2 separate regions of the Gossypium hirsutum genome follow, and region 2 is linked to region 1. Evidence: chromatin contacts called from public Hi-C data. All regions are on one chromosome and are shown on one strand. The core of a region is the stretch at or near the end of the contact, and the rest is flanking DNA. Distances in the headings are between cores, read along the strand shown. Region 1 holds the start of LOC107909257. Region 2 has its middle 17 kb from the start of LOC107909253.

Evidence for each region. A called contact is a pair of places that touch in the nucleus more often than the background predicts.
Region 2: a contact with region 1 is called in a Hi-C map of leaf, with 1.6 times the contacts expected there. The contact joins the enhancer-like site here to the promoter of LOC107909257 in region 1. A contact is called at or near these places in 4 of 34 Hi-C or Micro-C datasets (anther, hypocotyl and leaf).

Annotation. Positions count from the first base shown.
Region 1 is chrD02:66,080,919-66,086,148 of Gossypium_hirsutum_v2.1, reverse strand. It overlaps LOC107909257, which reads right to left and starts at 2,572. Exons shown (of 1, transcript XM_016836724.2): 1 at 1,913-2,572. The coding sequence starts at 2,428. The coding sequence ends at 2,222. LOC107909259 (pentatricopeptide repeat-containing protein At1g03540) reads left to right here and starts at 3,828. Exons shown (of 1, transcript XM_016836728.2): 1 at 3,828-5,230. The coding sequence starts at 3,949.
Region 2 is chrD02:66,137,608-66,142,837 of Gossypium_hirsutum_v2.1, reverse strand. It overlaps the pseudogene LOC107909254. Among protein-coding and RNA genes, the nearest start is that of LOC107909253, 17 kb to the left of the region's middle. Within about 2 kb of position 2,432, at least 9 of the 9 cell types and tissues checked have an H3K27ac peak or open chromatin away from gene starts, as enhancers often do. A contact at or near this core is called in hypocotyl and leaf, where this site is marked.

The sequences.
Region 1 (5,230 bases), core at 1,323-3,822:
CCAAAGCACACCTAAGGAGGATAGGTTAGCATGAATAAAATTAACTTCTACAATCCTCAGCTAAACATTGCATTTCATTTGAACAGCTTTATTGAACTTTGACCATTAATGTTCCTAACAATTTGAATGTTTTCCATATCATCTGCCTCAAAGTTTTTCTTTAATTGATTCAACACATGCCTATGTGCAAACATAAGCCTAAACATGTGAAGAAAAAGTTCATGACAATGGTTTGTGAGTACTCTAGTTACATGCCAACACCCATCATCATCTAATACAATATTGACTTTTGCAAAACAACTATTTCTCTGCTACTCCTATTACGACGAGATTTATCATATTTATCACAAGATAAGAGGGCATATTTGGGGACTTCACCACCCTTTTTATACACCAAACTCTTCACTATGCTAAACCTTTTCAATTTGGCATGATTGTGATAAAAGTGGAACAATGAATCAATTGTTGAAAAATGCATTCACTGATTGGGCTTGATTCCAAATTCAAATATGGTCATTTTGCATCATTGCTTCCTTCTTTATTCATTGCAATGATTCTAATAGAATGAAGCAATTAGGAAACTCATCACCAACATCTTGAGAGTGCAATCTTCGGATGTTCTATTAGAATCATTGCTTCCTTCTTTATTCATTATACTATCTTCATCCAAGAATCCAAACAAATCATTTAGTGTTTATACTAAAATAGGACATTATCATTACCGTAAAATAAGGATTTAAAAATAAATATAAATAATGTTATTTTAAAAATAAATATAAATTATAATTATTAAAAAAATAAATTCAAAAACATTTGAAAATCAAAATCTTAAATCCAAAAGAAAAATAAAATAATAATATTTAATATTTAATTAGGTTAAATAGAATTAATAATATTTATTTTCAGTTTTTTTTAACAATACTATCTTATTATTAACTAATCATTATGCATCAAATATTACTTATTTTATTAAAAATCGCATCTGAACAACCTTTAAATAGCATTTGTGAGGGATGGTAAAATCAGAGGAGAAGTAACCTTATTAAGTAGGGGGACCATAAAATGTTGAAAGCTGTAAATTATTAACAAAATTTAGTATGGACTGCCAGTTTGTCGTGTATATTAACAAAGCCAAACAGCAAAAAGGTCTTTCCCAGCAAGAAAAAGGAAAGCGATCGAAAACGCCCTTTATACCCTTGTGTTTCTTTCCATATGCACCTTATTTAATTCTGTGCAACACCCCTGTGATATTAATGTCTTCAACTCTTTAACCCCAAGTACAATTTTTGTTTACATAGATAGAAAAGTGTGAGCTAGCTTCTGTGCTGTGTGACTTAACTTCCTAACCAACAGCTATACATTCATGCACCTTTGCCTTTCTATTTAATGGTTTTTTGACCTGTGAAATTATATTCTACCAAATGCTTAGCCAATGAGACTTAACCATTATGCCTTTCATCAGTTCAGTTCCCAACATGGAAGGGCATCATGGTCGGTTGTCCATCCACTTAATCAACTTGCCTTTTCCTGTGATCGAAACCTTAGGTTTTAGCGACCCTAGCTAGTTGTATTGCATATTTGTTTATAGCCAAATATCTTCCTATGTACAAAAGGCAAGAACATAGTCATACAGGTTTAGGGACAATACCTAACCACAACAGTCCATATCATACGTACATGGTCCGCAGCGATCTCACAAATTCTTCACCTCTCACTTAATTAACGTTTTATATGTTTTTTTTTTCCCAACAAATTAAATCATTAATTATCTTTGCAAATTTGTAGAAAATAGATTACTAGTTTATGTTTCATACGTTTCTACATAAAATGCACACAGCTTATACCCACTAACTGCCCACCTTTTTGACGTAAACGAAACATTTATGAAACGCGATTTTAGAACAGTAGCTAATAGGGCAAAAGAAAACCTTTTACTTACATTTACAGTTCAAAGTACAAATCTTTAACAATGAAGTCCTTTTCAGCCAATCATTGGAAACGATGACTCATAAGCTCATCCATCAGATCTCAGATCAATCTGTTTTAATATACTGCTAGTGCTATGTTTATATAGATAAAAGCTTTGTTAACTGCGGATGATAAAGGAGGAGGACACCGCTCTCCTTTGATCTAATTATGAAAGATTGAAGTTCATCTCCAACTTAGACCTTGCAAAAATAGTAAAAACAAAAGTTGCAGAAAACACAAGTATTCCATGAATTCAACGGTAAGATCGAAGAATGGCTCCACAAAAAGTGCATATAATTGCCTTCCACGATTTCCAGTAAAACGGCACGTAGCAAAACCTTGTACACGTTTTCATATCAGCTACACTTGCCCCTCCGCCACACCTCGAGCAAAACCCTGCCGCCGGCTTACTTTTGCTCACTTTCTTTGTCTGATCAACCAGAAAACAGAAACATACCATGATTTTTCTTCTTCTTTTTCAACTTGACTAGCCCAAGGCTGTGAACCTCCGAGTTGAACCACTCAGTACCCTTAAACAGTTATATACAGCACTTAGCTGTTAAAAAAAGAAGGAGAGAGAGGACAATTATTTGTCTAGGCGAGTCTGAGGGGACAGATATATATATAGGCGGGGTTGGGGGGGGGGGGGTTAAAAGCCGAGCAACTTTGGGTGTCTGATTCTGATCATTACATCGAGGGAAATAGTTGCTCGATGTTTAAGTACCCCTTTAGATTTAAGACACGTGTGCGGCATCTGAATGTTGACCGTACACGTATAGAGAAGGAAAATATGGGGAGAGGTGGGTCGCAATAAAGGAAGGAAGTGGAGCGATTAGGTTGAGGCCATATCATTTTCCTTTACCTCATTCGTCCATCTAATTTTTTAATAAAATAAAATAAAATATATGTTAGTATATTTCTATTACATACACTTTAAATTTATTAATTACATTCTTTTTATTTTACTCTTGAATTTAAATTATGTATCAATTCATGCCTATGGATACAATTTGATATTTGTTTATGATGGTTTTTTAAATTAAAATTTATATATTTTTATTTATTTTAATTAAATTTTGGTTTACTTATACATTAATTTTAACTAAATATTTTTATTGAAAAATAAATGATTAATTACAATATGTGTTTGTTCATAATGCTTGTTAAGAATGAAAACGTTAAAATTGTTAAAATAAAGCTTAATAATAAATTTGATCACTAATATTTACATGTTTTATCAAAATGGTCCTAATTGTATTTTTGAGTTTTTTTTATTGCTATTAATATTTTTTCTGAATTTTTTTAACAGATATGGTGAAAGTACCGACGAAAAGATGTGAAATTTCATATGTGAAATATTTTTAATGAGATGTAATTTATTACTTAGATAACCTAATAAAATAATTACATGTGAAAAATAATAAAATAAATAATTCATGAAGTTAAAAAATAACTCTTAATATAAAGAAAATAAACGTAATTATCTAAATAAATATTTCAAAATAAATGCACATATTCAGTATTTTCAATTTAATTTATTAATTATCTTTTTGAAACCCTCCAGTAAACAAATGTATGCATTCATTTTGAAACCTTTTTTTTAAATAATCACCTTTATTTTCTTTAAATTAAGAGTTATTTTCATGCATCTTAATAATTACATTTATTATTCTCCACGTGTAATTATTTTATTGGGTTACCTTAATAATAAATTATATCTCAGTTCATCAAATCTCTTACAAAATAACAAAAATTGATGATAAAATAAAGCTCGAAATACAGTTAGGATTATTTTGATAAAATATGTGCAAAATTTGTCATTAACCCTTCAAATAAATTTGTAAGTTATTTCAGAAAGTATCGATACATTTTTAATATCTTTATTGCAGAGGATGCCTTGATTGAAACAGAAAAATCAATTCAGAGTACATTTGAAGCTAACAGCATAAGGGAACCACATTTCATTCATAAATCAGTTTGATGAAGCTCTTCTTCGTTAAACGCCATTGCTGCTCTTTGGCTTCTTTTAACCCCAACAACTCCGTCAAACACCCATCAGACAAATATTTCCAAATCCTCCATTTCTGCAGGTCAGCTCAACTTGTCCCTGCCATCCACCTCCTTAACACCCTACATGTTCCTACCCTAACCTTCTCTTCCAATAAACGATGTCTGTACGCTTCCCTCTTGCAAACTTGCACAAATGTTCAAGCTTTTCCTCTTGGGGTTCAATTCCATGCACACGTCATTAAATCTGGCCTCGACACGGATCGTTTTGTAGGTAATAGTTTACTTGCTCTGTATTTTAAGTTGGGTCCTGATTTTAGAGAAACTCGGAGAGTTTTTGATGGGTTGTTTGTGAAAGATGTCATATCGTGGACTTCAATGGTTTCGGGGTATATTAAAGCGGGTAAACCTGAGTGTTCCCTTGAAATGTTTTCGGAAATGCTGGGTTTGGGAGTTGAGCCAAATGCCTTCACCTTATCTGCTATAATCAAGGTGTGTTCCGTTCTTGGGAAGTTGAGGCTGGGATGGTGCTTGCACGGGGTGATTGCGAAACGTGGTTTTGATTCGAATAGTGTAATTCTGTGCGGGTTGATTGATTTTTATGGGAGGATTTGGCAGTTGAAAGAAGCGTGTCAGTTGTTCGATGAATTGCCTGAGCCGGATGCTATTTGTTGGACTTCTATTATTTCTTCTCTCACGAGGAATGATTTGTATAAGGAAGCATTGCATTTCTTTTATTTGATGCAAAGGAATCATGGGTTGATCCCTGATGGATTTACATTTGGAACAGTATTGACAGCTTGTGGGAATATAGGGAGGTTGAGGCAAGGGAAGCAAGTGCATGCTAAGGTCATTACCTGTGGACTTTGTGGAAATGTGGTGGTCGAGAGCAGTCTTCTTGACATGTATGGAAAGTGTGGGTTGATTGATGAGTCTCAGCGTATTTTCGATAGGATGTCGAAAAGGAATTCGGTTTCTTGGTCTGCATTGCTTGGTGTTTACTGTCAGAATAAAGACTACGAATCTGTTATTAGAATATTCAGGGAAATGGATGTATCCGATCTCTATTGTTTCGGAACTATACTCCGTGCATGTGCAGGTTTAGCCGCTGTAAGACTAGGGAAAGAAGTTCACTGCCAGTATGTGAGACGGGGTGGTTGGAGAGATGTTATCGTAGAGTCAGCCTTAGTTGATCTTTATGCAAAATGTGGCTGTATCGATTTTGCACATCGCATCTTCGTGCAGATGTCCAATA
Region 2 (5,230 bases), core at 1,183-3,682, 57 kb before region 1:
GGCCTTTCTCTACTGCAAGTCGCTTGTGCAGGTTGATGACACCTGGTTATATGGAAAATATACACAGATCCTCCTTATTGCGGTTGCACAAGATGGGAACTGAAACTTACTACCGATAGCGTTTGCCATTGTGGAGTTGAAGAACATGGAATTGTGGAAATTCTTCCTAACGAACTTGCGGACGTATGTTGTCAAAGAAAACAATATTTGCATAATATCCGATAGATCAAAAATGTCGCGATTAGGCGTTCCAGTGTTTCATAGAGATCCATTTATTGTATCTGCCACATCGCCGCTATATCCATTTACTAAATTCGATTCTACTTCATATCGATGTGGCCGTATAAGGTGGCACCACCAATAAAAAATATCTTCTTTTGAAATCCTATTATGGCCTAATAATGGTCTGATGATGGTGGGAAAAAATTGGTGGTGCTGCTGCCTTGTCAGGCACCATCCATAGTTACTATTCAAAACATACCATTTTGGTAATTAATTTGATTGGAATACCATTCTAGTTATGAATTTAATTTTTTTTGTATGATTGGAGTAAAAAAGCCAATTAGCATCTCTTTAAATTTTAATTTTTTAATGTCTGTAATAAAATAATTCTAACTGTTCTTGTCCTCTTGCTATTCCTGTTTGATAATAATCCATTTTGGTTGAAAAATCAATGGGTTGTGTTTATTTAAAACAAATGTTAGAATTTAGATCATTTTATTAAAATGTTGTTAATTAATTAGTTGCGTTGTCCCGTAGCCACAGTACTGATTTCTTATCCATTTAATATTAATTTTCTCGAGTATGGTGGAAATAATAATAAAAAATGTAATGAAATTTTTTTAAAAAAAGGACAAATATGGTTGGAATATTTTATTTTTAGGTGGGAGAATAGGGCTACCAATAATATGAACAACTTGAACACGTGCCTACTCTCAGTTCTTTCTTTCTTTGGTTCATAATTATAATTAAAATGTCTATACCACCTAACTCAAATAATCAGATTACCTTCCAAGAAAACGCGTAATATTTTTTCGTATTCAACTCACAAGATCAATACGCAAAATATCTTCGATTTGTGAGGTGGAATTTGCAATGCTAGTACACTAATTGGCGAGTCACGTGGGTTTACTTTAAAAGCTCACCTAATTCTATCCACATCTTTGTGAATCTGTGAGCGTTTCTTTTTTTCTCTGGGAAGGGCCTAAAAGGATGGGGCGCCGATTCTTTTCAGTAACCACGAACATTTCTGGTTTGAGGTTTGTTTCCCAACACCAGAGACGGCAAAAAGTATCTCTATCCACCATGTGTAGGACATGATTCCAGGCTAAACTGGTCTTGTCCTTCTAAGGTTGAGGATATGGTGATGGACTTGCGGGGCCCTTTCCTTTAAATGTCCAAACGCTAACTCATAAACATCGGTGTCGCAGTTGTTTTTACATGTCCATTATGAAGCATATGGGGGATTTGCTGTCTCCTAGGGCCTCAACTTTCGTAACATAAAAAGGCTATAGAAGAGGCTTGCCCCCAGCAGTCAGTATTGGGGAACTTTCAGGTTGAAGTCAGAAAGAAGATGAGAAATCATGAGAAGAAGGAAGCAACTGAAATTAGCTCAAGTAGCAAGGTAAGGCCATGTTGTTTTTAACCACGCATCAGTACTAAATAACCTCTTTAAGACCAACAAAGTTACTCCTTTTTTCCTTCTTTCTTTGAGGAATTCTGGGGTAGTTTAATTAGAAGCCATGTATTTTTTGTTGTTTATTAAAGAACAGGGTGATTTACAAATATGGTTGTGTATCGGTGTTAAATTTGCTTGCTACTTAAAACAATTTCCCAAGGCTGCATTTCTTTTCCTAAAACAGACCAAAACTATACTTCCATGACCATGAGTCTTATCATTTATAAACATATACACTGCTTTTTTTCACAATCTTAAGGTTTAACTTTACCCTTTTACAACATACACAATCTCTCAAATTTTCATCTTGTTTTTTAACCAGAAGAAAAAGGCTGCAAATCAGTCGGTGCTGCTATGCTGCAAGATATTTTTCTCGTTGCAACAAACTGTCCTAGCCATGGTCGAGGCTGCTTATGGGACCATAAACCTGGAGCAGCATTCTGGTACACACCTTCGGCTCGGTGTGGTTGATGACATTATTTTGCATCCCTTGGCTCGGGTATCCTTGGATGAAGCAGCTTGGCTTGCCAAGGCTGTCGCAACAGACATTGGCAGCCTATTCCAAGGTGGGTCTAATTAGTATTCTATAATTATTTAGAACGCTGTTTATAAATGTATTTCTGCACATTGTGGGTTCTTTTGGTTACCTTTTCTCTATTGTTGCAGTGCCAGTGTTTTTGTACGGTGCAGCACACCCAACAGGCAAGGCCTTGGACAGCATCAGGTGGGAGCTTGGCTATTACAGGCCCAATTTCATGGGCAATCAATTGGCGGGCTGGACAATGCCTGAAATCCTCTCTATAAAGCCCGACGAAGGGCCAACCCGTGTATCTCGAGCTAGAGGGATCACCATGATTGGGGCACGCCCATGGGTTGGACTATAGAATGTACCCATCATGTCAACAGACGTCTCCGTAGCTTATCGAATCGCGAGGATGGTGAACGCTAGAGGTGGTGGTCTCCCGACGGTCCAATCACTAGGTCTGGTCCATGGTGAAAACTCAATTGAGATAGCTTGCATGCTTCTGGAACCAAACCGGGTTGGAGGAGACAGGGTGCAGTCCCGGGTTGAGATGTTTGCTGCCCAAGAAGGGTTAGATGTGGAGACAGGCTATTTCACTGATTCTTCACTTGAAATGATACTTGATAAATATCTAAACTTAATTTCTGCTAACAGAGCTGAATGATAAAATATTGATGGTGCAGTATTTATATGTGACCCTTCCAATAAATCTTGTGAGGATGTACGTGACTTTGATTATTAGTTGCACAACTCTTTAACCTACTGCACTTTTTATTCAACTCTACTTTCACCTGAGTTCTCATCACACTACTCTTTTTACACAAATAGATTAGGCCCAGGGCAGCCTACAGATTCTCCATTTTGTTATTTCCAACAAGAAAAGCAAGTTTTTATTTAGTTTTCATTATAATAGGCAAGAGTCCACCCCACATAATGCCTATACTACAAAAATAATTAAATACCCCCTACTTGAATAAATAATAGCTTTCAAATTTATGATAATTCAATAATTGCTTACCAATAACTCAATTGTTTCATTAACCAAAGGATGTATCCAAAACCATAGTTATCATCAATGATTTATTATTGATGTTTAAATTGGAGCCATGTCCTTTGGCAACCCATTATCTATATTTCATTCATTCAACAAATTGTTACCTAGAACTAAAAATTATGAATGTAAACTGATATACCCTATCGAGAGAGGTTGTTGGAGGAAAATAAAATTAGTTAAGATGTTATTGAGTTATTGAATAACGAAAGTGAATTTGAGAAATTGAACTTTCTGTTTCGAAATACTCTCTTGCTTATATTAATATAAACTAATAAAGAAATGAATTATTCTGAATGGTTTTCATTTTATATTATATTTGGCTGATATTATTAAAGCTTGATAACATCAACCAAAATTAATCTCAAGATAACACAATTGACATAAATACATTATGACCTTTAATAATAATAACCATCCTGTATACAACTTGAAAGATTGGATCAAGCAAATCTCAAACATTTTGACCAAAATAAAAACGACCTACAAGTTGGTTGATCAAAATGAAATTGTAAACTTGACATGGCATGCACAATTAACTGTTATTAGAGATTTAACGCTTAGGTGACTAAAATGAAAGAGCCCTAAAAAGTTAGGTGACCAACTAGGTAGTTTATCCTAATATTAAAACAAAATAAAGAGTTGATTTTTTTTCTTTGAAGTCCACAAATATCCATAATAAATATAAAAATGATTAGATAAAATAACATAACATTGATAGAAATAATGAGCTAGAAACTTCGTTCTTTATTTCAGCAAAGCAATGCTTTATATAGGCAATTATATAAACAGAAAAACTAAATAAAAGGGACGTGATTAACACCACTAAAAACAACTTCCTAGTTTATTGACAATTTAAACCACTACCTAAAGACTAGGAAAATCATAACTGAAAAAATAATAAGTAAATTTTAACAGCCACGTGATTAAATAAAATATCTAACACCCCCCTTAAACTGAAAACACTAATTTTAGTTTAATCAAACTATGTTCTCCAAAGTGCAAACGCCAAGGGCACTTCTAAGCTTTGTGAATGCAGCAACTTTGATGGACTTGGTGAAGATATCAGCAACTTGATCTTCACTCTTGCAGTAAATGACATCAATAACTTCTTCCTTTGTGAGATCTCTTAAGAAGTGAAACTTGACATCAATGTGTTTACTCCCATGTAAAACAGGATTTTTTGAGAGCTTAATAGCTAAGTGGTTGTCACAATAGAGAGGAGTGGGACATGTTTGTGGAGAATGAAGCTCACCAAGAATGTTTCTCAACCAAATTGCTTGGCAAGCACAAGAGGTTGCTGCTACAAACTCAGCTTCTGTAGTTGAGAGAGTGACAAGCTGCTGCTTTTTGGATGACCACAAAACAGCTCCAGAACCAATAAGAACACAAAACCAATTGTATTTTTCCTATCATCTGGATCACTTGCAAAATCGCTGTCTGAAAAACCAACCAAATTTGTTTGCTCTCCTTGCTTGTAAAGAATGCCAAAATCAATGCTGCCTTGCAAGTATCTGAGAATTCTTTTGGCAGCCAACAAATGCACTTCTTTCGGTTGCTCCATGTATCTACTTATAAGGCTGATGACGTATATAATATCTGGCATAGTGGCTGTTAGGTACATCAAGCTCCCTACAATTTGTTTGTAATAAGTGCTATCAATCTTCTTTCCTCCCGGATCTTTCTCGAGTTTCATTCCCACCTCTGAAGGAGTGTTGAAAGCGTTGCAATTCTTGATCCCAAATCTGTCTAAAATCTCTTGGGCATATTTCTTTTGAGAAAGAAAAGTCCCTACAGCACTTGTTTAACTTCTATGCCCAAAAAATAATACATTAAACCAAGATCAGACATGTTAAATTCCTTCATCATGGACTCCTTAAATTTAAGAAGCAACCCTTCATGATTTCTAGTAAAGATTAAATCATCGACATACAGACATACAATGATAATCTTTCTACCTTCAGCTTTTACATAAAGA